7 separate regions of the Mus musculus genome follow, and all the other regions are linked to region 2. The links are chromatin contacts, called in public HiChIP or PLAC-seq and promoter capture Hi-C maps. All regions are on one chromosome and are shown on one strand. The core of a region is the stretch at or near the end of the contact, and the rest is flanking DNA. Distances in the headings are between cores, read along the strand shown.

What was found. Promoter capture Hi-C pulls out the DNA fragments that hold promoters and counts their contacts. HiChIP or PLAC-seq counts read pairs in DNA pulled down with a chosen protein or histone mark.
Region 1: a contact with region 2 is called in an H3K27ac HiChIP or PLAC-seq map of acute myeloid leukemia, with 5 times the contacts expected there. The contact joins the promoter of Lpcat3 here to the promoter of Foxj2 in region 2. A contact is called at or near these places in 9 of 39 promoter capture datasets (the 3T3-L1 cell line, cranial neural crest, embryonic stem cells and 5 more) and 6 of 115 datasets of contacts at active chromatin or transcription factors (acute myeloid leukemia, astrocytes, epiblast stem cells and 3 more).
Region 3: a promoter capture Hi-C map of embryonic stem cells shows a contact between it and region 2. The contact joins the promoter of C1rl here to the promoter of Foxj2 in region 2. A contact is called at or near these places in 10 of 39 promoter capture datasets (the 3T3-L1 cell line, cranial neural crest, embryonic stem cells and 5 more), 6 of 115 datasets of contacts at active chromatin or transcription factors (astrocytes, embryonic stem cells, forebrain and 2 more) and 1 of 9 other capture datasets (embryonic stem cells).
Region 4: an H3K27ac HiChIP or PLAC-seq map of embryonic stem cells shows a contact between it and region 2, with 7 times the contacts expected there. The contact joins the promoter of Phb2 here to the promoter of Foxj2 in region 2. A contact is called at or near these places in 7 of 39 promoter capture datasets (the 3T3-L1 cell line, the HPC-7 cell line, cranial neural crest and 3 more), 1 of 484 Hi-C or Micro-C datasets (B cells), 12 of 115 datasets of contacts at active chromatin or transcription factors (the 230-238 cell line, astrocytes, embryonic forebrain and 5 more) and 2 of 9 other capture datasets (adipose tissue and embryonic stem cells).
Region 5: a promoter capture Hi-C map of embryonic stem cells shows a contact between it and region 2. The contact joins the promoter of Clstn3 here to the promoter of Foxj2 in region 2. A contact is called at or near these places in 12 of 39 promoter capture datasets (cranial neural crest, embryonic stem cells, frontonasal cranial neural crest and 7 more), 12 of 115 datasets of contacts at active chromatin or transcription factors (astrocytes, embryonic forebrain, embryonic stem cells and 3 more) and 1 of 9 other capture datasets (embryonic stem cells).
Region 6: a contact with region 2 is called in an H3K4me3 HiChIP or PLAC-seq map of embryonic stem cells, with 5 times the contacts expected there. The contact joins the promoter of C1ra here to the promoter of Foxj2 in region 2. A contact is called at or near these places in 4 of 39 promoter capture datasets (the 3T3-L1 cell line, hippocampal neurons, second pharyngeal arch cranial neural crest and 1 more), 5 of 115 datasets of contacts at active chromatin or transcription factors (astrocytes, embryonic stem cells, forebrain and 1 more) and 1 of 9 other capture datasets (adipose tissue).
Region 7: a promoter capture Hi-C map of maxillary cranial neural crest shows a contact between it and region 2. The contact joins the promoter of Eno2 here to the promoter of Foxj2 in region 2. A contact is called at or near these places in 4 of 39 promoter capture datasets (the 3T3-L1 cell line, cranial neural crest, embryonic stem cells and 1 more), 3 of 115 datasets of contacts at active chromatin or transcription factors (astrocytes, large pre-B cells and pancreatic cancer cells) and 1 of 9 other capture datasets (embryonic stem cells).

What each region holds. Positions count from the first base shown.
Region 1 is chr6:124,661,112-124,664,839 of GRCm38.p6, forward strand. Lpcat3 (lysophosphatidylcholine acyltransferase 3) reads left to right here and starts at 1,993. Exons shown (of 13, transcript NM_145130.2): 1 at 1,993-2,248. The coding sequence starts at 2,098.
Region 2 is chr6:122,818,760-122,822,271 of GRCm38.p6, forward strand. It overlaps Foxj2 (forkhead box J2), which reads left to right and starts at 1,425. Exons shown (of 11, transcript NM_021899.3): 1 at 1,425-2,211.
Region 3 is chr6:124,490,889-124,494,792 of GRCm38.p6, forward strand. It overlaps C1rl (complement component 1, r subcomponent-like), which reads left to right and starts at 2,225. Exons shown (of 6, transcript NM_181344.5): 1 at 2,225-2,342; 2 at 2,927-3,155. The coding sequence starts at 2,263. It overlaps Gm44096 (a long non-coding RNA gene), which reads right to left and starts at 3,514. Exons shown (of 3, transcript XR_003956364.1): 1 at 3,345-3,514; 2 at 2,903-3,247; 3 at 1,265-1,642.
Region 4 is chr6:124,710,078-124,713,912 of GRCm38.p6, forward strand. Phb2 (prohibitin 2) reads left to right here and starts at 2,212. Exons shown (of 10, transcript NM_007531.2): 1 at 2,212-2,486; 2 at 2,627-2,711; 3 at 2,985-3,064. The coding sequence starts at 2,360. Emg1 (EMG1 N1-specific pseudouridine methyltransferase) reads right to left here and starts at 2,101. Exons shown (of 6, transcript NM_013536.2): 1 at 1,799-2,101. The coding sequence starts at 1,966.
Region 5 is chr6:124,462,790-124,466,705 of GRCm38.p6, forward strand. Clstn3 (calsyntenin 3) reads right to left here and starts at 1,995. Exons shown (of 18, transcript NM_153508.4): 1 at 1,632-1,995. The coding sequence starts at 1,695.
Region 6 is chr6:124,510,795-124,514,560 of GRCm38.p6, forward strand. It overlaps C1ra (complement component 1, r subcomponent A), which reads left to right and starts at 1,827. Exons shown (of 11, transcript NM_023143.3): 1 at 1,827-2,006; 2 at 2,858-3,083. The coding sequence starts at 2,005.
Region 7 is chr6:124,768,003-124,771,802 of GRCm38.p6, forward strand. It overlaps Eno2 (enolase 2, gamma neuronal), which reads right to left and starts at 1,671. Exons shown (of 12, transcript NM_013509.3): 1 at 1,435-1,671; 2 at 236-335. The coding sequence starts at 320. Lrrc23 (leucine rich repeat containing 23) reads right to left here. Exons shown (of 8, transcript NM_001302555.1): 7 at 2,570-2,873; 8 at 1,867-2,161. The coding sequence ends at 2,600.

The sequences.
Region 1 (3,728 bases), core at 743-3,242, 1.8 Mb after region 2:
AAAAACCAAAAAAAAAAGAAAAAAAAAAAAAAAACTACCTGGTGATGAATATTCACATCAGTCAAGTGATTGTCTAAGATCTTCAGTCTCACATGAAGAAGGGGATGACATCAGAAAGGGATACATTTGGCTCTCTGTGCAGGCCAGTGGTTCTCAACCTGTGGCTCTCAACCTCTCTAGCAACCCTCTATCTCCAAAAAATATTTGCATGATGATTCATAACAGTAGCAAAATTACAGTTATGAAGTAGTAACAAATATAATTTTAGGGTTGGAGGATCACTACAGCATGAGGAAGTATATTAAAGGGTTGCAGCATTAGGCTGAGAGCCACTGGTCTAGGTTATGCCTAGATTAGAAAATCTTAATCCAGGAAGGTTGTAGTCTGCACTTTTCAGGAAGAGTAAAGCAGTTCATATTTAAAAAGAATGGCAGTGCTGGCAGGCTGGCTCTGTGGTTAAGAGAGAATATTGCTCTTGCAGAGGGCCTGCATTCAATTCCCAGCACCCATATCACACCATTCACAATTTCCTGTAACACCCAGACACCGGGGATAGGAAATCTTCATCTACACACCACCCACAGAGGCACAACCCTATTATTAAAAATAAAGCATTTTAAATTAAAATTTAATTAATTAAAATAATTGCGAGCCAGAGAGATAGCTCAGCGCGTTACAGCACTTGCCAGCACTGAGTTCAATCGTCAAAATCCACATGGCAAAAGACAGAGCAGTCTCCTGAAAGTTGTCTTCTGGCCTTCATGTGTGTTCTGTGGCAAAAACTAGCCCTTCCTCCAACATACCCCAATATATACACAAATAAATGTAAAAAAAAATGCCTTTAAGTATAAATAAAAGGACATATGAAAAGGCAGGAGACATAGCTCAGTGGTCCAATGCTTCCTTAGCACACGTAAAGCCTACGTTCAATTTCCCAGTAAAAAAAAAAAGGGGGGGGGGGGGCTGGAAAAAAGTATAAAATGCCATGGAAGTGTAAGCCATAGCTGAACTTTTTAGGACAAGAACTTGTGAACCCCTTTGTTACACACCCCATACACTGTCACTTTCCCTGGGGTCAATCAGTGGGAAGTGACACTGCATAGGAGGAAAGGGCTCCTATTTTGCTTCATGCCTCTAGTGCTTGAACTTTCATCAGGAACATACATTACTTAAGCCGTGACAAAACTAGCCTAACTGTTAATTAAAGCGGCAAGTGTTAAGTAGGCTCTTTTTAATATAAATAGGCAGATCCTAATTTCATTGCCTCCGGAGAGAAGGTCCGTTTTACTATAGAAAGGGAACTCTGCATAAGGACTAGGGTTGTAGCTCCGGCAGGAGAGCGTGCACGCGGCACCGGTTCGAGTCCCAGTACTTGAACAACCGAAAAGGACCTGCATCGGGAAGAGCTACGTAGCATTAAAGGGTGTTCTTGGGCCCCTGGGCTCCCCCAGAGCCTTCAGGAAAGGGCTGGGAATGCAGGACCCTCGCTCTCCCCCCCTCCCCCGCCCCCGAGGAGACACCGTTAGGGGGCGCTCGTGGGGTGACAGCAGACATTCGCTCCGCTCCGTTACATGCCCCAGTAACCCCAGCGCCGGCGACCGAGAGTAACCTCGCGGTCTGGTGACGCCCCCGCCCCCCCCCGCCCCCCCCCCGCCCCGACTCTCGCCTGCTCCTGTCTCAACCAATGGGAAGGCAGCGAGCAAGCCGGCCGGACACCCGTCCGACCCACTCCTGCCCGGAGCCGTCCGGACCGAGTTGTACTGTCACCTCGCCTCGCGCTCCCGCCTGCTCCAATAGCAGCTGGGTCGCGATCGCAAGCCCCGCCCCGCCCCGCCGGCCCGGCCCGTTTCCCTTCCTCACGGGAGTCACCTTTGCCTTACAAACGCTCGGCCCCGCCCTCTTCCTACCTTGCTGCGCTCGGCCCCGCCCCCGGCTGGCTCGACCAATAATCGGGTGGGTCTAGAGGCTCTGGGCGGGCCCGCAGCCAATGCGCACGCCGTGGGCGGGCCCCCGGCCGGAATTGGGGGTGAAGCCACCGCGTTCTGCCCACATTCGGGGCGCGGAGCTGGGGGTCCCCGGGGGGCGCCCGCAGTTAAGATGGCGTCTACAGCGGACGGGGACATGGGAGAGACGCTGGAGCAGATGCGGGGGCTGTGGCCGGGTGTCGAGGATCTGAGCCTTAACAAGTTGGCGACGTCTCTGGGCGCGTCGGAACAGGCGCTGCGGCTCATCTTCTCCATCTTCCTGGGTAAGGACCCTCCTGCCTGCCTCTGCCCCCTCGTGGAGTCCCAAGGAAATGGGCAGAATGGGGTCTGGGGACAGGACCTGTCTGTCTGCCCCGAACCTGGGACCCAGGAGGGCTTGGGGGTGCGGGTCATCAAGCACACCAGCCAGCTATCGAAGGGAAGACAAGTCTGGTCTCAAGTCTGGGGGCCCGTACCCTCTGAACCTCTTCCCATTTTCTTTGGCCCATACTGTGCCCTTTGGCTCCTCAGTCACCTCCCGCCTTGTCATCGATATGCCGGACTGTGCCCTTGCGACCTATGTCTGTCTGTGGCTCTCAAGAGTTCGACTGTGGCCATGAGTACTACTTATTTGTTATTAACAGCTCCCATCATGCGCTCTCCTTACGAGAGGCATAGGCCCTCGAACTTAAGATATTTTAGCCCTACGGGCCTCCTCTGCCCGATTATTTCATACTATGTCTTCTCGGTCTATTTTGTGTATTGCCAACGTATAGTGTACTTTCATCTCTTTTCTGTCCACTTTCTAGTATTTTCTTGTACCATATTGCTTTCCCCCTTAGCCGCCCACCTGTCATTTACTCTGGAATACATTCTTACACTGGGCTTGGGAAACAGCACTATTAACAACCTTAAAAACTCCATGCTTGTTCCAAGGGACTATTATTCATATGGTTCAAAGGATGTGATGTACCTGAATTTATGTCGCAACAAGCTGTGTTATATATTATATATATATTTTATAGTCTTTTAAAAACCGCACTCTTCGAGGTTTTTTAATACATGAGGTAACGTGGTATGATGGAAAAAGTGTGGACTTTGAAGTTAAAGGAGTCCCACTCTTTACCGTTTGTGAGTAGCAACCACTCTTGTCGCTACTCACAAACGGTAAGACCCCCCAGGCAAGCCATTTAACTGCTCCGCATCTAATTCTCTTATGAGATGAAGACAGCCGTGCTTAGCATTGGATCGCTGTAAAGTCCGGTAAGAATTCTTAGGTCAAGATCAGTGATCAGAGACTCGATTCAGTAGGTTTTTAAGTCCTTGGAACTTTTGGGGAAGGCTGCATAACTTTAACCTGAGAGAGGCGTAAGTAGAGGGTTAACTGTAGGAAGTTTGAGATAAATTGGGTGTGGTGACTTATGCCTTTGCGGCTCAGTGCCCTGGGACTAAGGCAAGAGAACTGTGAGTTTGAGCCTGGGCTAATGGTTTGAGACCCTATTTTTAAAAAGGGGGGGGGGAGGACTGGAGAGATGGCTCAGCAGGTAAGAGCACTGACTACTCTTCTGAAGGTCCTGAGTTCAAATTCCAGCAACCACATGGTGGCTCACAATCATCTGTGATGAGATCTGACACCCTCTTCTGGAGCGTACTTACATATAATAAATAAATAAATAAATAAATAAATAAATAAATAAATAAATAAATGGAAAAAGTTTGAGACAATTGGGCTGAGAAGAATAAATAAAAGAAAAAAAAAGTTGG
Region 2 (3,512 bases), core at 175-2,674:
AATTACATGAACTCAGACACAAACAATATCTTCAAGCTGTAGTTACACTCTAAAGGCCTGATACTGCTGCATGGAATTGCCAGTAAGAATCAAGTGTGATAACACACGGAGAGTGTGAAGCCTTAATGCAGACGTTGTATGTGTAATGTGGTTATATGTACAAGAATGTAAGTAAATGGCAGTAGGCATATATTTAGCCAGAAGACAAATGACATCTCTTTCTACAGGGAGTCATCAAACTGTCATCTTTTTGAGCAATTCAAATATCAAGTGAACAATTTCTTTTGTCTTATCATTTTATAATAGAACACAATTGGAGAAAAGTAAGCCAGAGGGTGATATACCTAAGAGTTTGTACTGGAATAGCATGACTGGGGAGGTAAGAGATGGGCTAACCTGGTTCTATTTCCTGTCCCAGGATGGAGATTATTCTGTAAGAAGTAGAGGGATGTGCTGAGAGCCCATTCTATCTCCCTGTGGCACTCAGGATAACATAGTCTATAGAAATGTCACTTGACTTTAGCACAAAGGTAAAAAAAAATGACATTTTATAAGGGAAATGAATAATCATGCTTTGAACCCTTTGTGTACTAGACCATTTTAAAAAGCAACTCGTAAATCATTTCCTTTGGTGACTGCGACATCCATATTAGTAGGCAGGCCAGAGTATCATAGTCCCTTCTTCACAGGCTATGCTTCCAGAAACTAGGGCCTTGCACAAGTTTGCAGAGCCGAAACTAACACAAGACCCCATTTCCCGATGCTCATTTCTCTATAACAGACTCATTTATCTTTTTATACATCCTCGATCCAATCTTTCACTGACCTCCAGGATAAGAGTAAACTTTAACTTCACGCCCGGCCCTATAACCCTTTATAAGCTGTCTGGAAGAGAAAGAGAGGAGCCATCAAATGCGTTTCTGAGAAAACTGGGAATACTTGTCTTAGGCGTAGACCACAGCACAATGAGAGGTGTGTGTGGCCCTTAGCGTGGACGCTGGCATCGCCAGTGCCCGGGACGGAGGGTCGGCGACCCGTGGGCTGCGGGGCTCCGCGCTCCTCCTTAACCCGCGCCGGGAGGCGGCGGCCGCGGCGGCGGGAGGGGGAGGGGCGCGGAGCGCGGCGCCGAGGCCGGGGAGGAGCCGGGGCCTGCAGCGGAGCTGAGCCGAGCCCGAGCCGAGCCCCGACGCGCTCCGTCCGCCTGCCGGCTCCTGGCTGCCCCGACCGGTCGGAGCCTCAGAGGTGGCAGCGCGGGGAGCCCCACGCTCCGGGAAGCGCGGCGGACGGGGGACGTGACCCGGGAGGCGCTGCCGCCCGGCAGCGGGTGACGGGAGCCCGGACCGCGGCCTCCGGGACCCTGCTGTCCAGGCCGGCCGGCCAGGCGGGCGGGAGCCGGAGTGCGAGGACCCCACCCTCGGGACACCCTGTGCCGGGACCTGCTCCCTCTCCCTTGGGAGGGAGGACCCTCCCTACTCCCCGGACAGCCAGAAGAGATCGCCGCAGGGCACGCGGCTGTCCCTCCCACGGTGGCTCCAGCGGAGACCCCCAGAAGTCGGGAAGGGTAGTGAGACCTGAAGGACCCGGAGTGAGACCTCCCTCACGCCTCAGCGCACTCCAGACAGTTTGGGACTTTTGAGGCAGAGAGAAAGGGAGCCATGCCTGTGGAGTAGGCACCCCGCATCCCACCCGGGACTCACCGCGGAGAGGCGTCCTGATACGCACAAGCCAGGACCCTCCAGGGAACCGCCAGGAATTGGTTCCAGTTTGCTGGAGAGTAGAAGACCTCGCCCCTCAACTTCCGTGCACCTAGACAGTGGACCGGGGCAGAGCCCCTCCACTCAGATCTCCAACTGACAGAAAGAGCCCTCAGCCCCTGAAAGATCCAGTTTGGGGGGGGAGGGGGATTCCCCCAAAGGGGAGGAGACAACTCCTGGCTGGGAGAGGCTCCTCCCCTCCTCCCTAGGGTAGCAGGCAGGGGGTGGGGGGTGTGCCATCTTCCCCAGGTAGGTCCTCCCTCTCCCCCTCCTCCTCCTTCGACTCCTCTTCCTCAGGGGACTCAGTTCCCTGCTCCAGCCTGGGAGGCTCCGCCAGGCACTGGAAGAGTCACTGAGGATGCCACCTGTCACCTGCCTCTGAAGAGGGGAATCCCTGCAACCTCAAACTTCTGTACCAGGTGGTTTCCTCCAGCGGCGGGGGGAGCCTTGGAGACAGGTTAGTGCTTTCCGTTCTGTAGTCTTTAGACACCAGGAGGTGTGGGGAGCGGAAATGGTGGAGCTTAGGGTTCATTCGAAGGGAAGAAGAAAGACCCCTGGGAAATGTCTTCCGATGGAACTTTTGCACTGGAACCCACATGTTGCTTCAGAGACTCTGAGAAATGGCCTTTTAAGATTTTGGAGTCCAAAGGGTTGGGTCATTTGCAGCCCCTAGAGAAGTTGATGCTTTGGACTGAGAACAGACAACAGGTGCGTTTTCAGGACGCCATGGTGTTAGTAACTCAGGACACAGCACAGTCAGAATCCCACAGCACTGTCCATCTTTGGGTCTTGTCCTCTGGTGACTGGACCTGCAGTAAATGACCTGCAGTCGTGGGGGCATTTTATGGATTGTATTGTATCGTCCAGGGCATGCCTAAGTCAGTTTAATATTCAACAGACGTCTTCTTTCCAGTCTATTACAATGACTGCTTGCCTGACTGGCGACAGGTCCCCGCCCACTCTGTCTTGGATACCAGGAGGGAGGCCCCTTTTGACAACCCTACTTCAGGCTGGATATCTGCCTCTCTGTGTAAAATCCAAAGGGAAATGCGAATGCACATGTCCTGGAATGAGAAGGAACTGTCAGGGCAATGCACCTTGGTGGGCTGGAGTCTTCCTAGATACCAAATCTGCCTTAGTCCCCTCATGTGTCCTGCCATTCGCTGGAAAAATCAGCTGAATGGAGGAAGAGAAGAAGGTGCTTCCTAGCTTCCTTCCACCCGTCCCTCTATCTTCATGAGCTGTCCACCAGGGAGGTCTGACCTCTGAGGAGTTTATTTTAGAGTTTCCTCCAGGAAAACACCTACTGGTCTCATCATCTCTCTTCTTGCTTTTTCGTTTAGTTCTGGGTCCCAGGAACCTTGTGTTGAAAATTTTCTTCAAAATCAAAAATCTTTAGAAAGAGCAGGAGAAAACGTGCTAAGAAATCTTCCTGGTTGAGCCAGAGTGGCATTTGTAGCAGAGCTCTGATTTTTCACCCGAGGTCACTAGCTCGAGACCTGCACTTCCTGTCTGGTGGTTGGACCATGCCTCGTCTTCTGTGTGGAGCTTCCTCCCCTTAGGTTTTCAGTCTCTGCCTCCCTATACGGGCCATGGGTGGCTTGCCTGTGTTATCCAAGTCTTTGCCTGTCCACTAGATCCTTGGAAGATACCTGTCGTGGTGATGCGCCGAAACAGGACTGTGGTCCACAGGTTCAATGGCTGGCCTGTAGAATGATGTACATGTTCCCCAGTGGGAATGACTGTGGCTTGCTGTCT
Region 3 (3,904 bases), core at 975-3,474, 1.7 Mb after region 2:
GTAGGGTCAGAACATGCCACAGCGGTAGATTGTGTCTCAAAATTGTGATTGGGAAACTGTGTATGCTCCTCAGTCTCCACTTTTCCCTCAAAGGTGTGGACCAGGGCTGCTCTCATTTTGTTGTTTTGTTAAGTTTTGTTGTGTTGTGTTTTGGTTTGGTTTGATTTTTTTTTTGAGACTCACTCTGTAGACCAGGCTGGCCTCGGACTCAAAGAGATTCACCTGCTGAAATTAAAGGTGTGCACACCACTGCCTGGCTCTCCTAATCTTTTTAAGTCTGCAGAAACCAAAGACACTGAATGCATTTGTCTTAGTTGCTGTTCCATTGCTGTGAGGAGACACCATGGCCGAAGAAACTGATAGAAGAGAGTGTTGAGTTGGGGGCTGGCTTACAGTTTCAGAGGGTTAGTCCGTTATCATCACGGAGGGGAGCATGCTGGCATGCAGACATGGGGCTGGAGAAGTACCTGAGCTCTCAAGTGCACCACAAGTGCCAGGCAGAGAGAAATCCTGACTGGGCCTGATGTGGGCTTTTGAAACCCCACAGCACACTCCCAGTGACACACCTCCTCCAACAAGGCCACAGTCTCTTCCACTATCGGGAACCATCCTCATTCAAACCATACTTTGTGTGTAATGAAACCACACGACCACATGCAAGACGGAAGAAGCAACTCGCTCTTCTCAGATTGGTGTGTGAGTCTAGAATGCAAATCCTTCTGCACACCTGCCTCCTAAGAACTAGACAAGCCATGTCTGCACGTGTTCCCTAACACACTCACCTCGTCATGTGTTCCCTAACCCTCCCACACTCACCTCTGCCTATGCTCCCTAACCTCCCCATGCTCACCTCTGCAGTGCTCCCTAACCCTCTCACACTCACCTCTGCAGTGCTCCCTAACCACCCCCATGCTCACCTCTGCATCCTTAACCTCCCCATGCTCACCTCTGCAGTGCTCCCTAACCCTCCCACACTCACCTCTGCCTGTGCTCCCTAACCACCCCCATGCTCACCTCTGCATCCTTAACCCTCCCACGCTCACCAAGCCACGGGTGTGTGTCTTCCCTTGGCAGGGGGTGCAGGGAAAAATCCTCTCACTCACGCTGTGACTCCTGATATGATTAACCTTACAGCTTGGGTTGACAGCTGAGGTGAGTCCCGAGGGATTCAGAGATTCCTGGGGATGGACCACAGCCTGCTATATGAGGAGCCTCCAGATGTTGTGGTAGGGACTCAAAATGACAAAATGCATGAACTCACCCCTTCTTTTTTTAAAAAAAGATTTATTATTTATTTTATGTATATGAGTGCACAGATGGTTGTGAGCCATCATGAGGTCGATGGGAATTGAACTCAAGACCTCTGCTCGCTCCGGCCCAAAAATGTATTTACTATTATATGTAAGTACACTGTAGCTGTCTTTAGACACACCAGAAGAGGGCGTCAGATTTCATTAAGGATGGTTGTGAGCCACCATCTGGTTGCTGGGATTTGAACTCAGGACCTCCGGAAGAGCAGTCAGTGCTCTTAACCGCTGAGCCATCTCTCCAGCCCGAACTCACTGGTTCTTGACCAAGAAGGAGAGGAAAGAAAGACTCGGGGGTTCTTGAGTCACACACTTCAAGTTCTCCAAGAGGCAGACTGCTGGGGTAAATGAGGGGGGAGGAGAGATTAGTTCATTAAAGGCAGCAGTAGAGTCATAAGAAGTGTCACACAAGCCACGATACAAACATATAGTTAATAATATTCCAGAAGAACTGGGTATGCAAGTCCTTGTGATCCCAGCCCTCTGGAGGCTAAGGCGGCAGGATTGGCATGATTTGGAGCCCAGTCTAGTCTGCAGAGTGAGTTCTAGGACAGCCTGGGCTACAAAGTGAGACCCTGTTTCAAAAATACAACCAAGATCTAGGTGTGGTGTAATTCTAATGCTAGAGAGGAGGCAGAGCCTCCACTAATAGCAAGCTGGAGGCCCAGTCCAGGTTTTGCAAGACTATCTCAGCTCCCATCCCCCTAAAAAAAAGCAAAGAGCCAAAGGTCATGTGTACATATGTGTACATGTGCACATACTCTGCTCTCTCACGTGTTTTAAAGGTCTTTCCTTTCAATTATGGTGAGAGCTATTCCTGAGTCTGTCAGCAGGTGGCAGACCTGCACCCAGAGTCTCAACTCATTTCCAGTAACTTCTGCCTTCTCCCTAAAGGGCCTCCTCTAGCCCCACCTCCTACTCCCTGGCCTGAGCCAAGCACTCTAGCCAGTTCCAGATGTCAGGGTTCAGAGGCCTGGTCCCAGAGCTGGAGAACAGCCTATGGAGTTCTCCCACCACAAGCTGCATGAGCAAGATGTGAGTTTGCACCATAGAGGGCCCTGGAGAAAGAAAGGGGCTGGGAGAAAGGAAGGGAGGAAGGCAGGACATGGGGTTACATAAGTATACACACACACACACACACACACACACACACACACACACACACACACACACACACACACGGCCGGGTGGGGGGGCAGGGAGGGGCGGAGGGTAGACAGATGACCCAGAGGGAACTAACTGAATTTGCCTGTTCAGTGCTCTGAGCCAGGAATTATTTAAATGACCCTAACTTGTACTCCAGGAGGGGGTTAGGAAAGGCTGAGGCAGGAAGCCATCTGGGTTAGACTCACAAAGGAAAAGGAGCCATAATAATGTCTTCATAGGATAGAAACCCCGCAGTCTTGGAGATCGGGCTACAGAGGAATCCAGATAGGAACCTACACAGACTCGGTTCAGGAAAGTGGTATCCAGAAGTGCCCAACACTCTGGGGCCACGGACACAACTGCTAGTCCCTAAGCCTCCGGAGCCTTTATCATCTCTGGCCACAACAGAACATACACACACAGCCTCTGGTAGAGCTGTATAACCTCACCTTGTCTTCCCTGCTCACTCACAGGTGCTGGTGGCTCCTTTGGGGAATCCTCCATACTTGCCCCACACAGGCCTCTGTGCTTTTGGCCCAGCAGTCACCACAGCAACTGACATCCCCTGGATACCCAGAGCCATATCTCAAAGGCCAGGAGAGCCACACTGACATCGAGGCTCCAGAGGGGTTTGCTGTGAGGCTGACCTTCCAGGACTTTGATCTGGAGCCATCCCCAGACTGTGAAGGCGACTCTGTCACAGTGAGCTGGACAAGGGGGTGGAGAGCTGCAGGGGCTCTGGGGAGGGAGCCTCCCATGGGCAGTGGGTGATAGCTCTGCTCTGAACCACCCATCTAGAGAAGAGATAAGGTGTCCAAGTCAGAGGATCTAGGGCCTAGCTACAGCCTGATCACTCAGTATACAGCCTCCCACCCGTCCCTGGCAACTCACCAAGGGTTCCACCAAGGCATCCGCAGGGACCCACCAAGCTCTGAGAGAAGGCGGCTGCGGGGCAGAGCCTGAGTTTTGAGAGCTTACAAAGAGACACATAAATATTGTTGCTCTACAATCTTGTCAAAGGCCCGGGATCTCACCCTCCCTAGCTAGACCTTGTTGAGTGCTTTCTCTACTGAGTTAGGAAACTGGATGTAATTAATGACAAATGTTCACCCTCAGAAGAACAAGTGAAGACCGATCAAGTTCACCTGGGATGAGAGGCCACAAAATCACAGCAAGGGCATTATTCAAAATAAGAGTTCTTTTAAATCATAGTATGTTATCTTTTGAGTTAAATTTTATTTATATCAAAGTAAGATATGCATATAATTTTTAAAAATCAGAATCTTAGCCAGATGTGGTCAGTGAGACATGTTATCCCAAAACTTAAAAGGTTAAGTCAGGAAGAGCCAGCCTGAACTATACAAAACAAGTTCACAGCCAGCTTGAGCTACATTGTCTCAACAAAAAGTAAGTTACCCAGGCTACCTTTGAACTCACAGTTCTCCTGCCTC
Region 4 (3,835 bases), core at 962-3,461, 1.9 Mb after region 2:
TTTAGTGAGACCCTGTCAACAACAATAATAAATGACAATAAGGGCTGGATAGATAAGCAGTTAAGTGCTCAGCAATTAACAGCACTGCCTGCTCTTCCAGAGGACTCCGGTTCGATTCTCAGCCCCAACATGGCAGCTCACAACTGTCTGTAACTCCAGTTCCAGTGGATCTGACATCCTACAGCAATATACATGCAGGCAAACCACCAATGCACATGGGAAAAAAAAAAAAAAAACCTTTAAACAATAATAATGATGGTGACTGATAATAGACAATCACTGAGGGAGGAATAGATCTGCCTGTAGTTAGGATGGGAATAACAACTAACTACAGAAACTTTAAATCTGATTAACTGATCACTTAATTAAAAAAAAAAAAAAAGAAGAAGAGGAAGAAGGGGAGGGCACAGAAGAGATGGCTCAGCGGTTAAGAGCACTGACTGCTCTTCCAGAGGTCCTGGTATTCAATTCCCAGCAACCACATGGTGGCTCACAACCATCTGTAATGGGATCCGTTGCCCTCTTCTGGTGTGTCTGAGGACAGCTACAGTGTACTCAGAAAAAAAATAAGTCTGGGGAAAAGAAGTCGACGGGGAGAAAACCACTTTTCTATTTGGTGTCCATGGAGGATAGACGGGAAGACTCTCACCTCGGGTTACTGGGAAACGCACTCCTCTTAAAGGACTGTCAATCCAGATCCTGTGTGGTTTAGTTAGTAAGGTACACAACCACTTTACAAAGGAAAAACAATCTTGTTTTCTCACAGTCACTAGGAAGGGGCTAAGGACCAAATTTAAGCCCAGGGCAGACCTGGCATGGTGAAATTCACCTATAAATATTCTAATATTTAGGAGGCTGAAGGTGGAGAGTTCCAAGCCAACCTGGACTGCATCCCAAGACTGCCTAAAACCACCACCCAGCAAGAGAATGTGTGTGTGTGTGTGTGTGTGTGAGAGAGAGAGACAGAGACAGAAACAGAGGGGAGCAGGAGTTTGGGAGGGAACTTCTGGGCCTACACATTGAACAAGTTTAGCTCTGAAAGGCAAGACATACAAAAGAAGGAAGGAGCCGGGCGGTGGTGGCGCACGCCTTTAATCCCAGCACTCGGGAGGCAGAGGCAGGCAGATTTCTGAGTTTGAGGCCATCGTGGTCTAAAGTGAGTTCCAGGACAGCCAGGGCTATACAGAGTAACCCTGTCTCAAAAAAACAAAAAGAAAAAAAGAAAGAAAGAAGGAAGGAAGGAGGGGGCTGGAGAGATGGCACAAACTTTCTTGTATAAGACTCAAGTTAGGTTCCTAGCACCTTCATGAGGTGGCTCATGGCCACATGCAGACTTGCATGCATAAATAAAGGTAAAGTAAATATTTAAGGGGGAGGGTAAAAAAGCAAAGACAAAGGCTTTTTAAATAATCTGATCCAGACATACTTCAGAATAGGTAAATACAGAACAAGCTGCCAGTCAAGCCCCATTTAACAAAATAAAGCATCAAGTCCTTGGTAGTAAAAGGCTGGGGAAGTCACTGGCCTTTGGAAACGTGGGAACCCTCAATAGACAATGCTTCCCTCATTTTGCATTATACATCACAGACTCCGTGATAAGTCAACTAAAAGCAAGGCGAGGGCTGAAATGAAAGTCCAGAGCAAAAGGACTACCCCCAGGATATCAACAGCCTGGAAAACTAGGTCATTCTTCCAGAGCAAATTTCAAGGCTCCGCTTTTCCATGCACTCTGCGGCCCTGGTTCCCACACAATCTGATCCATCAATTCCCTACCTCCGCACTCACTGTTCAAAACTACCTTGACTGTCTCCAGACTGGCCCCTTCCAGCACCACAATGAGCCTCCGGCCTCCGCACTTGCTTCCTGCCCCAAGCCGGAGCTTCTTAGGCGGCGTAGTCTCCCAGTCCTGCTCCTGCACTGAAAATCGCCGCTCACGAGGTTGGAAGCCACCACTGGCCGCAGACATCTTGTAGGCAGACCGGAAGTTGCACCGAAGTCCTTAAGTTAGAACTTCACGTCCGTCCTCACGGCCAACTTCCTTCGAGCTGCCATTTTGAAAGAGGGCGCTCGAAAATGGCGATGCCCGTACGGAAGCCTCTCCGGGAGGGCACACCATTCCCCCCCACCAAGAGGCGGGACTTCCGGATGCGCCATTCCTGTGCGCGGAGTTCAGGGCCGCCCGGGCGGAGGGGGGCGGGTCCGGAGGGAGGCGCACTTCCGGTGCCCTTTCTCCCGCGAGCTCTAAGGCCGCCGATCCTCGTGTGCAAGGCGAGGTCTGTAAGCTGGAGCGGGGCAGAGGCTGGCGGGCACCCCCTCCTGACCGCTGGTGCCGCCGCCGCCGCCTTCGGGAGGATCAGACATGGCCCAGAACTTGAAGGACTTAGCTGGACGCCTGCCCGCCGGGCCTCGGGGCATGGGCACGGCGCTGAAGCTGCTGCTGGGGGCCGGGGCGGTGGCCTACGGCGTCCGCGAATCCGTGTTCACCGGTGAGCAGCCTCCTTCCGCTGGCCGGACGTTGCGGTCCCCAGACCCACGGTCCTGCTATCCCCCAGGTGTCCCCGTCCCACCTACGCTGACCAGCACTCGGGCCAGTAGCCTGCCCTGACTCCCACCCCTCTCTCCGCAGTGGAAGGCGGTCATAGAGCCATCTTTTTTAATCGTATTGGTGGCGTGCAGCAGGACACGATCCTGGCCGAAGGCCTTCACTTCAGGTAATGGCGGGCAGAGCGAACAGGCCCTGACCCTTCACCCTTGACGGCTGCAGCCAGACTTAACAATTCGGAGCTGCTTTACCCCTTCCTCACGCCTGCTCTTGAGGACAGTGGCTGCCTGAAACTCCAGCAATGCATAAAGGGCTGTTCTCGACTGGGAAGAGTCCTTGTGGTCGTGGGGAGGAACAGGCCCAAGGACGAGTGGTGAGGGGAACCATCAAAATCAATAAAACTGCAGTTTCCCAACTCCTGTCCATGACCTCTCCTCTCCAGGATCCCCTGGTTCCAGTACCCCATCATCTATGACATTCGGGCCAGACCTCGAAAAATCTCCTCCCCCACAGGCTCCAAAGGTAAACGTGGGCAACTGGGAGCCTCAGGGCACGTGGGGAAACAAATGTAAAATGAGCCTGGCCAGGCTGCCAGAATTGGTTGTGTTTCTGAGGTCTTGGTTTCTACGTCTGCAAAAGAGCCATGCCTCACGGTTCAAAAAACGGTGCATTCCAGTACTTGGCATGCATGCACGTTTTAACGTTACCTTCTGCCTAGCATAAAAGGGATAAGAGTTGCCTTTCTTCCTGGCTGCCTAGGTCCAAGTCTGTTTTTAAGGCCTTTTTTTTTTTCTGTTGATTTGTTGATTACATCCACAGTACACCTTGCTCTGGAGAAAGTGCCCCCACTCTTCACTAGCTGTTGCCCTGTAGACCATAGTTAGAAGGCCTGCCTTTGAGATTCCCCAAGCCTGGGCCTCATTCCCATGTACACACCGAGGCAAGTAGCCCACAGAAGTGTGCTTCTCTGTTGCTGTTTGTGGTGTGTGTGGTTTATGCGTTTGCTAAGCCATAGGCCTTGGAAATAAAACACAGTTCTGGTTCTCAAGGCCCTAATGGCAAGGGGGAAACCCAAGATTATGCTGCTTGGTGGAATCCACTTTGGAGGAGGAGTAGCAATTTATTAAAAAAAAAAAAAAATAGCTGTACTGGTGGAAGGTCCATAGAAAAGATTCCACAGTAAACAAGGGTCTGCCTCGCCCATCCATGTTGTTCACATGCTCTGTGTTGACATGACTATCTTCCTGCTGGAGTGCTAGGCTGTACAGTAACACTAGGCATGGTGGGAAGCAC
Region 5 (3,916 bases), core at 745-3,244, 1.6 Mb after region 2:
GAGGGGGCAGAGGGGAAGGGATAGAAGATAGAAATCAGCGCTGTGCCTGGACCCATCCTAAGGGATTATGGAGCTGGCCTAGAAACACAGCAAATCCCTCCCTTCCCATCCCCACACCCAAGAGAATACAATCATAACCGGTACATTCTAGGTCCTCTCGGGATCTCCACACCCCGTGCTCCCCCACAGACCTGTCTGAACCCTAATTTTGCCTATTCCACATCACACTGTCTCCTACCAGACTCCTCTCAAGGAGGGTCTCTTCCCCAGGATCAACTTCCTTCAAGCTCTCGAGATGTCATAGGGAAAACATACATCCCTAGAACCAACCTCCACCACTTGCTCCACCTAACTCCACTATGCCCCCCATCCATGTTCCCAAAGGCAGACATGGAGAGGGGAGGATAGATCATCAGAGAGAAACTGAGTCACCAGAGGGCTCTCACCCCAGTGTCTCATGATGAGCAAGAAATTTTGATTTCTGTCCATTCCCATAACCACAGCCCAACCAACATCCTGGTATCTGCAGGCCTCTCCATTTCGTGGGGATGACCACCGTAACCCTCTCCCTTAATGAAGGCCTCGAGATGGTGTATGGGAGGCCGAGCAGGAAGTGAGAAGAAGCCTGAGAGCCAGGAGGACCACCCTGAGGTAGGAGCTCCAGCCAGACATGGGAGACAGCAGACAGAAGAGCAGAGGGTACCAAGGGCCGAGCCAGGCACCCTACAACCCTGTCTTTATGCCCTTACCAAATGAGCCCTCCTTCCTACCCCTGTCTTATGTCTACCTGCTGCCCTATATCCGTTCTTCATCCCTTCTTTGCTTCCTGGCTCTTCCTTGATTTCCTCCTCCCCCACTTCTCTCCTTTCCTCCTTCTGCCTCTACCTTCCTCCTTTCTGATCCACTTCTTATTCCCACTCCTCACCTCCCCTTCCCTCCTCAGATTCCCTTCTCACCTCCTTCCTGGAGCACCCCTCCACACACACCCTTTTCTTCCCTTTTCAGACTTTCTCTGTCCCCTCTACCTACCTGAACCCTCGGCCCCTGGCCCCAACCTCCCCTTCCCTCTGACAGTCTCACCCAGTTGAATTTATCTGCTCTCTGCCAGAGAGGGCAGCTGTGGTAACCCACAACCCAGCGGATGCAGGCAGAAGGGTATGGATGCAGAGAGACACGAAAATACATACGTGCTCGGAATTACTGAGCTGCGGTACACAGTTTCTCCCCAGGAAGGGATGAAGACAGCCAGATGGATCTGCCACACACCCTTAGTATGCATGAACACCCAGTGAAACGGAACCTGAGGGAATGTCACCCTCGGGGAGCAAGTCCCTTTGAGACAGGAGGTATCTACCAGCATGGAAGGGTTGGGGGAGGGGGCAGAGAGACCCCAGGTGGGAACAGATATACAAGCAGGATGTTAGGCAAGCACATGTAGAGATGGACCAGCGAGGAGGAGCTGGCCCTTGGAAGTGAGAGCCAGTCTGAAAAAAGGATGGAAAGGGGGTGGTGAGAAAGGAAAGGACACCTGTCTCGGACACCAGAGAGCCTGAACATCCCCTTCCCTCCTTACCCCCATATTGCTCAGCCTGACGCCCCAGTTCAGAGGCTCCCATCCCCGTCTATCTCACCTTTGTTGCCAGAGCTGATTTGAAGCAGAGAGGCCAGCAAAAGGGACACCAGCAGGAGGGTCATGGTGCGGTGCTAAGCACGCCAGGCCAGGCGTTCCTATCCCCTGGGAGCCTCAAGCCTGCTAATGCCACCTTGGGGGAGAAATGCAGAGACTACGAGGGAAGGGCAGGGGGACAAGATCGGAAAGGAGCCTGCCGACCACTCTAGTCCATATAGCAGATGTGTTCAGACCCGCTGGGTGGCTGAGATGGGGGACTTGCAGTAGCTTCTCTCTTCAGTCTCCAGCCCAGCGTCCTCACTCTCGCTTGCTCTCTCTATCTCTCTCTCACTCCCACCCCATCCCCGCTACTGCAGGATGACGTCAGCACAGCCAGGCAAGGATTGATGGGGCCGCTGGCCAATTAGAAGACTGAGGGCACCAGGTGCTGCAAGGGGGGGTAGGGAACCAATGCGACTGGGGAGCAGGGGCGGGAGAATGTGTTAGGGCTTTTTCCCCTGGCTGCAGTTTGGGGGAGCAGAGGAACTGCGGGGGCTAGAGAGGAAGCAGGAAAGCCATGGAGTGGGTAGAAGATACGAAGGATATCAGAAGACCTAGCCGAAAGGCAGGAGGTAGGGTGAGACAGAGACGTCAAGAGCCTTGGGGGTGGCCAAGAGAGGCAGTATCCACGTCACCCACCCCCAATTCTGCATTAACCTCTTTCCACAGCCCATTCCATTAGCTAGTCCCTGCTGCGTGCTTTCTGGAAACCTGGAGGCAAAACCTCGAGTAGGAAATTCTAGCATTTCAGTTCCAACTCAGGGCCCTGTGGGCGACAGCGGAGGGCCAGAAAAACCTAACGGACAGATAGACAGACAAAAAAAAAAAAAAACAACAACAACAACAAAAAAAAAAACCTATGACAAGAGCCCTAGGTGAGGAAGAGGAAGGACTCCCGGCAGCCCTTTCCACACACGCTCCTGGAAGGGCAGTTCATCTGCATCTGAGATCGTCTTTTCTTACTGCTTACAGTCCCTGATTTCCCCACCTTAAACTGTGATCGAGCTGCCCCACATCATTGGTCAGTTTGGGAGGCAAGTGGGCAGCTGCAGACATGGTACACAATGATTTCAATATCCTCCAAGCCGTTAGGATGTGCCTTGGCTGAGGGCTGATGGTATCCAGGACTCGGAACTGAGAGGGAAACCCTGGGTCCCAAATCAAAGAGTATAAAATCTTCAGCCTTCCCTTGAACTCATCCCTCACTGATGGTCATTTCCTCTGCCTCCCCAAACATGCCCCAGAAGACCAAGAACACCCGTTTAAGAACCATATTCAGCCAATGGTAAGGGGGCAGGGGAAGAGCTGTGAAGGCCTAGAGTCCAGGCCTTTAGTACTGTGGCTCCTGTCTCCTGTGGCGGTCCTCACTCCCAACTCACACCTCTGAATGCCCCCTCCCTCCCCTTCCTCTCAGTCTAAGAATAAAGCCAGAACTCACAGCTGCTCCACACACTGCCTGCCACAGCAGCCTCCAGTGGAAGCCCGTCCCTCGGGGTTCCCAAACCTGACCGAAATGACTCGGAGGCCAAGACTGACACTCAGAAAGCTCAAGTTCTGAATGACAGACAGCTCTAAGGTCATTCCACAGAAAAAGCTGAAGCCAGGAATGACTTTGTTAAGTCTCAGTCGCTCCAGGGCTACACACAGCAGACCAGAGCCCATCACTGCAGCGGGGCAGAGTGGGGCTGCATCTCTTTATATATATATATATATATATATTCTAAATAATTTATTTTAAAAATGTATTCAAGGCCTTATAATCTTGGAATTTCTTGGGGTTTTAGGCTTTAGACTTTTTTTTTTCAATTTTTTTTATTAGGTATTTTCCTCATTTACATTTTCAATGCTATCCCAAAGGTCCCCCATACCCACTCCCCAATCCCCTACCCACCCACTCCCCCTTTTTGGCCCTGGCGTTCCCCTGTACTGGGGCATATAAAGTTTGCAAGTCCAATGGGCCTCTCTTTGCAGTGATGGCCGACTAGGCCATCTTTTGATACATATGCAGCTAAAGACAAGAGCTCCTGGGTACTGGTTAGTTCATATTGTTGTTCCACCTATAGGGTTGCAGTTCCCTTTAGCTCCTTGGGTAATTTCTCTAGCTCCTCCATTAGGGGCCGTGTGACCCATGAAGCTGCATCTCTTACTGCAGCAAGGAACCAGCCCTACTAAAGCCCTGGTTAGCTGGGTCTTCCCACACTGTGTGTGGGGACTGACTTGAAGTCTGTGAGCCTCCTTTTCCAGACA
Region 6 (3,766 bases), core at 577-3,076, 1.7 Mb after region 2:
ACACACAAATAGCTCACATGTGTCTATAACTCCAGGTCTGGAGTTTCCAACAACCTCTCTGGCCTCCACAGACACTGCGTGCACAGGTGCACATGCATCCACCCAGGCAAAACACTTATGAACATAAAGTACAAATAAGTAAATTATTTTTAAAAATAGGTTAAAAGTAACAGTATTCCAAGAATACTAAGCAGAAGTTATTTTGGGTGGAGCGATTTTGACTGATTATTTTCTCTTATTTTCTACTGACTAAATTTTAAGTAGTAAGCATATGTCATTCTTATTGAACTTTTTATTTTGATAAAAATTATATATTTTCTTACAGACAAAGCAAAAGACATATATTTGTCTATATCTATGTAATATTTTTATCTCTAGATGCAGATCTAAACTTTATTTGTATGTTTAAACAAAATGGAAATGGGGCAGGACCTGAGGTGGTAAGGTCCAGGTTTGGCATATTTTTTTGGTCAAGTCACATGACATCAGAACAGAACTCAGAATCCCTAGAAGCAATGTAGATGAGATTTTTCAATTGACTTGCTTTCTTGGACCACACCCTTCCATCTGATCCTTCTGCCACAGTTATGAACAAGCCATGCACATACACACACACACACACACACACACACACACACACACACACACCTACTTCTTAGGATACCAACATGCAATTCACTAGGCAAGATTTCCTCTTCCTTCTGTCTTCTGATCTAGTCCATTTCCTATCCCTCATCATTGGTCTTTCCCGACCTTATCTTACCCTGATAAAATCTTGGAAGCCCTCCCCACCCCTCCCTCTCTCCTAGCCACTACCTTCATTCAGGCTTCTGCCCCAGTGCTGGGAAAATCTTCCAAACCTCCGTGCGTTTCACATCTTGTGTGTGCCTGCTCTCCGGCCTCATGCCAAGGTCACTGTCAAGGGGAGACTGCCTCCATCGTTGTGGATCCTTTAAGTTCACAGGCTGACCCCTAATACGAATTATCCCATACGTGGACAAGTCGGGAGAGAAGAGCGAGTAGGGGAGGAACATTTTCTCTAATCAGGAACACCTTACAGGAACTGGCATGCCTGCTCTGTAGTCCAAGCCTCCACAAAACAAAGTGCCATAAATTTTTTGGTGGAGACAGGAACAAATTTTTTAAACAGGACACCATGTCCTTGTGGACAGCACAGCTGTCCCGGGTACCTGGTTTCCCTTCTAAGAAGAAAGAGTCACTCTCCCTCTGCGGCCACACCCTTTGCTTGAAGCGCTAAGTAGTTGTATCCCTGAAGACTCGAGCTGACCATATGTCCAGGAAAAGATGTTTCTTCCACTCTGCAGCTGCCCTATCTTCAACAAGATCTAAGTTCACTGGGAAGCCAGAGTTCAAGGATGGAGGCGGGAGCTCAAAGCATAGCCTTGCTTTAGTGTCCTGTGATCTTGCAACTCCATCACACTCATATCCACACCTGTACACCTCGGTGCCCTCCTCAACCCAGTTCTTCTTCACCTCACCCTGTGCATTGAAACCCCAGCTCCTTGGCTTCCAGGTGAATAAGAATTGCAAAAAAGGGGCCAATAGGAAAGCAGAGCCTTTAAGTGCCTCCACAATCTACGATGCCTGTGGCGAGGATCCTGGAATAAAGGGCAACTAGCAGCCCCAGGAAAGTCTCCCAGAAAATGTTAATCCGATTTAGAGACCCCAGAGTCTGGCCCTCCAAACCAAATGTTTCCAGGTCCCTAAAACTTCAGATCCCATCGCCTCAGCCATTCCCCAAATGGACCACCAGATGGCACCAGCAAGCAACGAGGATTTCAAAACCAAAACTAAACTGGGAACTCAGATTTTTTTTGCTGTTTATGCAAATGCTTCATTCCCTGAAACATTCCTCCGGGAATGGTCACCCCCTCCACTGCCACAATCCTTCCCTCCCCTGTATGCCTACTCCCTCCTTCAACTTACAGTGCCTGAAGACTCTGTCAGGAGAGCTGAGGACCCAAAACAAACTGGCCTTGAGACATGTGAGTAAGACTGATGGGTATCAAGGGAGGAAAGAGGAGTTGGGCATAGGAAGCAAACATGCGCCCATATTACTTTAAAGAAAAAAAAAAAAGAATACGGAAAGAAAATGGAAGGGGAATAAGAAGAGGAATACAATATCCTTCTTCCCATACTGCCAGCTCCAGAGCACATACTTCTCAGGGTCACTCCTCAGCCCTCCTCCCAGGGTCCAGACCCTTAGACATGAGCTGAGCTAGCCTCTCCTTTCTTGACTCTGGGTTCATAGCAGGGTAACAGTGAGGGGAGGGAACTCTCTGAGAGAGGAGAGAACCCCCCCACGTGTATTTCTCAGACCCCACATGTGTTTCTCTCTCCCCCCCCACACACGTGTGTTTCTCAGACCCCACGTGTGTTTCTCTCCCCCCCCCACACACACACGTGTGTTTCTCAGACCCCACCTGTGTTTCTCAGACATGATGAAGGGTTTCTCCCAGGGGTCTTTGCTGAAGCCTTGGGAAACTTTGCAGAGCCATCACTGGAAAACTTCACCCTCAGATAGCTTCTACTCCAGGAAGAAAAGGAGGCAAAAGAGAAGGGCAGAGAAGGCAGTTCAGAGGCTGGGGGTGGGGAGTGTGATAGAGTCCAGTGACCCCTGGACTGGGCACTGACCTACGAGAAACTCAGCTGCAGCAGATGCAGAGGCTGCTGATGCCCCCAATCACAGAACCACTATGAAGTCTACAATGGGCATGGGGGAAGAACCAGGCAGTTTAGTCATCCTATTCCTGCCTAAGGCAGTTCAAATAGCAAGGGTGCTACACAACACCCTTGATCCTCCAGCCCCACAAACACTCGCCTCTCTCTTTGACAGGTGGCTCTTTGCCCTCCTGGTGACCCTGTTCTATGGGGTGGAAGGCTCCATTTACCTCCCTCAGAAGCTCTATGGAGAGGTGACCTCCCCTCTGTATCCCAAGCCTTACCCCAGTGACTTGGAGACAACCACTGTGATCACTGTCCCCATGGGGTACAGGGTGAAGCTGGTCTTCTGGCAGTTTGACGTGGAGCCTTCTGAAGGCTGCTTCTATGACTATGTTAAGGTAGGCGTCAGAGTGGGAGGGAGGGGAAACAAAACTGGAAGTTTGTGCTCTGAATACTCTGGACAATATGCCTGCACCCCATCACTGTACAGCTCTGTAGAAATGTTGGCCTTGGGTCGCTGGTGCCATAGAGGGGGTATCCATGGACTTTTGAGGCCTTCAGTGAGATTCATGAGGAAAAGGGGCAGGCATGGGGGTGTTTGTTCCAGTAGATTTCACTATGTATTGGAGTTAGGACACAGCTAACCATAAGGCCTTGAGAAACAGCCATGCCTCAGTTTCCCTGAATGGTAACCTACTGCATCCAAAACAAGAAGAAAAGAAACATATGAAAGGTGTCACATGTCCTTCAGGGAAGACAAGGACCTTGGTCACCCCTGTATGTACCCTTCAAAGGGTTTCTTTCTTAGCCTCATCTTTCTACATCCAGTAAAAATAAAAGGCAGGATTCAAGCAGAGCCTATGCTCTTCCTCGCACTATGAGGCTCAGGCAACAGCCAGGAGACTAAGAAAATAACGAGAAAACTCCACACTTCCCCAACAAAGGGGACTCAACAAGTCTGCAGCGTTGAGGGAGGGGTGCATCCCACGGCAAAGCTAGCAAGGAGAACGTCGTCTGCTTTGGACAAAGTAAGGAATCTGTGAGACAAAGCAGGGAAGACACTAGGTGATGCTGGCCAGTG
Region 7 (3,800 bases), core at 421-2,920, 1.9 Mb after region 2:
GGCCTCAGAAACAGGGCTATGCTAGGCAGAGCATGCGTGCTCCTGTGCTCACACTGGCAGGGCCTTTCTCACGCTGAACTAGAACATAGACTCACCGAGCCTGAATCCACGAGCCAAGGAAGATCAGACTCCACAATCCAGCCTTGGGAACCTGGCCTAGCACCCCACAGCCCCTGGATTTGACCCAGCATAGGGGGAAGTAGGAGCTAAGGACAGTCCATGCTCTGCCCATCACCTTTGGCAGTATAGAGATCCACCTCCACGGTGGGATTCCCACGGGAGTCCAAGATCTCTCGGGCCCAAATCTTCTCTATAGACATGATGGCTGGGATCTCCTTGGGTGGAAGTGGAGGAAGGAGAAAGATAAGAGGCTTAGAAGGGTGGAGCCTGAGGCCAGTGGGAGGGGCCAGAGGCTGGGAGGGCTGGCAAAGAGGTTACTGCAGTGGGTAGGGGGTGGGGAGGAGCGGGCTGCAATCAGGCACTGTAGAAGGGGTTCTCCCTTCCCCGTGGAGAGAGGAGAAGGTCAATGCAGTGAGGAAGGGGAGGTCACTGCAGTAGGGGCGGAGTACATCTCATGACAAGATGGGAGAACACCGCAGTGATGAGGGGAGGGGCAAGCAGCGATTTCTTCGCCCCTCAGCAGCTTCACCGACCAGTGGGGTTCCCCTAGACTTCCCCAGGCGGGATGGCTGCCAGACTGGCATTTTTTCCCTTGGATCTTGGAACAGAAAGAAGAGGGGTTGTCTGGGCAGGTGGATCCCCAACTTGACAGCCCATATACACAAGGTCTAGAAAACACTCCGGGGTCGTCACCTCTCTCCCAAACACGAGTTCCTCATTTCAAGAGGAGTCTGGGGACAGCGTCCTGGGACCAGGCCTCCAGTCCCTAGAGGCTACGGTGGGGAATGATGAGGTAGACCCATCGCTTTTCTACCCCCGGACAAATTCCCCACTCCTCCTATCCCTCCCCCAAACATCGGAGAAAATGAAATGTCAGAGAGAGGGGAAGAGAAGGAGGGACCAAAGGACGAGTCTAGAGCAAGTCTGAGGCAGTCAAGGAAGGGTGAGAGGGTATCTTCGCAAACGCAAAAGAAAAAAAGGACGTGCCAGGATAACAACCATCTCCTGTGGAGACATCGAACTTAGGAAACAAATCGGCAGGACCCTAGACGAATACCGGCGCGGGGAGAGGGGCAGGCGAGGGTGGAACCGTGCAGTTAGAGAAGCGGATGCAGAAAGCTGGTACCTAAACCAGGAGGAGGTGACAGCCAGAAAGCCGGGAGCTGTCCGGGAAGGCCAGAGATGGAGGGTGCCAGGGAAGGCAGGTGACAGTCAGGTATGCAGCGTCACCCGCCCGGGTCGCTAAGCCCAGGACAACGGGGAGTGGAGGCGGCAAGGAGCGAGTAAGGGGATGCGGCCCGATACGGGCCTCACCTCGAGGACTGCAGACTCAGTCGGTGGCGTTGGCGGCGGTGGCGGTGGCAGTGGCGGTGGTGACGGCGGCGGCGCAGAGAGAGCAGGAGTGGCGGTGGCTGCGGCTCCCAGCGCGGGCGGGGGGTGGGCAGGGGGCGGCGCCTATAGAGCCGGGAGGGCGCATGTGACCCGGGGGCCCCGATGAGTCAAGAGCTGCAGGCGGAGACGCATGTACGAGCGCGGGTGGTGGTGGGGAACGGAACGGGTGGGGGAAGGGCTGGGGCGATCCAGGACCAGGCTGGCAACCCCTTAAGCACACGGATGCTCATAACCCATGTCCAGCCAACTCGAGGGAAACAGGCGTCGCCTCATTCCAGTACTGCGGCAGGTACTAACCCAGACGGGTGGAAAAGCCCACCCACAGGGGTTCAGGAACTCGGTCACACACAAAAATATAAAAAAATGCCTTTTTATTTGAAACCTCAACTGGCCCATCACAGCTCACTTCCTCAGCGCCTCTCTATAGACAACACCTACTAGCATCCTAGTTTTACCCCCGACCTGTGCTTAGGAGTTCAGGCCCACAGAACAAGCCACACAGACAGATGACTGCCAAGGAGCCTTGGGATGTGATGGATTTCCAGTCTGGGACAAAAAGGAGCATCTCCCACTTCCTGTGACGGGGCTATGAATGTGGTGGTCCCCCACTGGAGTCTTATCAGTTCTTGGGGCCAGTGTCCATGGCTTCCTGGAAAGAGAGAAGAGAAATAAATCAATCGTGTGCCCCAGGCCTCTCAGTCTCTGCCTCACTCTGCCCTCCTTTCGCCTCCCCACCCTGGTGTCCTGTTATTTTTAGCTTCAGATTTTGAGTGCAGGATCTTTTCCCTGGCCCAGCTACATCCTCCACGCACCACCGGCCACCTCTTTCCCTCCTGAGCTCCTTCCCACCAGTCGTCTCTACCAGCTATACAGCGGTCTTCACCCCACCCCCACCCCCAATTAGTTCTTCTCTCTACTGTGGTCTCCTGCGTGTCTTATCACTTTCTGGGCCCCTCTCATCTTTCCTTCATATCTAAGCTATCTCCAGCCCCTAACTCTGGCCTCTCGTCCCGTGTGCCCAGCCTTTGACCTCCTGGGGCTGTCTTCCTGGCATCACCTTTACTGTCCCTGCAGGCTGGAAGAGCCACTAAACTGGTGGCAAGTACGGTTCCATGTCCTGGTCCGGATCGAGATCTTGATCCTGTTCCTCCTTCAGCCTCTGACGGATCTCCTCGGCCTCTGCCCGGTCATCATCCTCATAGAATTCTTTGTCCAGGCGCTCAAGGTGCGCCATCTGCACCAGGGCCTCCTGGCGGTAGTCGGTCTCATCCGCACATGGGTTGTCCAGCAGCACCAGGGCTCGAAGTTTGGGCAGGTCCCGCAGTTTGGCCAGCTCTGCCAGATCACTAATCATATTGCTCCTGTGGATGGGGTTGGGGAGGGGTTAACTCTCAGGAAAATGGGCTTTGATTGTCAGCTAGGAATTGGGCTGCCTTTGTAAGAGGAAGCAACTCTGGGCTCCCCGAAAGCAATGATGGTTGAGGACCGGTAGCAATGATGGTTGAAGAGGACTTGGCTGGATGCATTTCCCTAATCCCTATGCTTCACAGAATCCCTAAATGCCATGTGATGTGTCATCTTTGGGGCCTAGCAGTGGTGGCATATACCTTTAATCCCAGCACTTGGGAGGCAGAGGCAGGTGGATTGCTGAGTTCGAGGCCAGCCTGGGCTACAGAGTGAGTTCCAGGACAGCCAGGGCTACACAGAGAAACCCTGTCTCGAAAAACAAACCAAAACAAAAAAGTTGGAGCAGCAAAGCTAGGCCTCATCCCAGCTTGTATTCGGAGAAGAGGGGCAGATGTCCCTTGTGGGAGCAAACATTTTGTGTCAGGGGTTGGAAGGATCAGGTGAGCAGAGGAGGAGCCGGGGCCCAAGAGTGGGGTGCTATGGGGTGGGGGCGCTTCCTTGGGGAAGGAACGGAGAGCTAGGGATGGATTGGGCCTCCCAGCTTGAGTAAAAAGTCTTCTAATGTACTTCTTTCTAGAACTCTGCATTGGGATGGCCGTGTTCCTGCTTTCAAGCATTTATGAATCCACTCCTAAGCATCCCAGACTGATCTTCATAGATGCTCTGGGCCACTTTGAGCTCTGCTGGCATTTTGTTAGGCTCACTGATCAAGTACGTATTTCGCATGCACAAGGCCCTAGGTTTGATGGATAGAACCACAGAAAACAATTAAAGAATTGTCCATCAGAAACAGGAGCTTAGAGAAAACTCCCTCCGGTCCTGTGTGTGTGTGTGTGTGTGTGTGTGTGTGTGTGTGTGTGTGTGTGTGTGTGTGTGTGTGT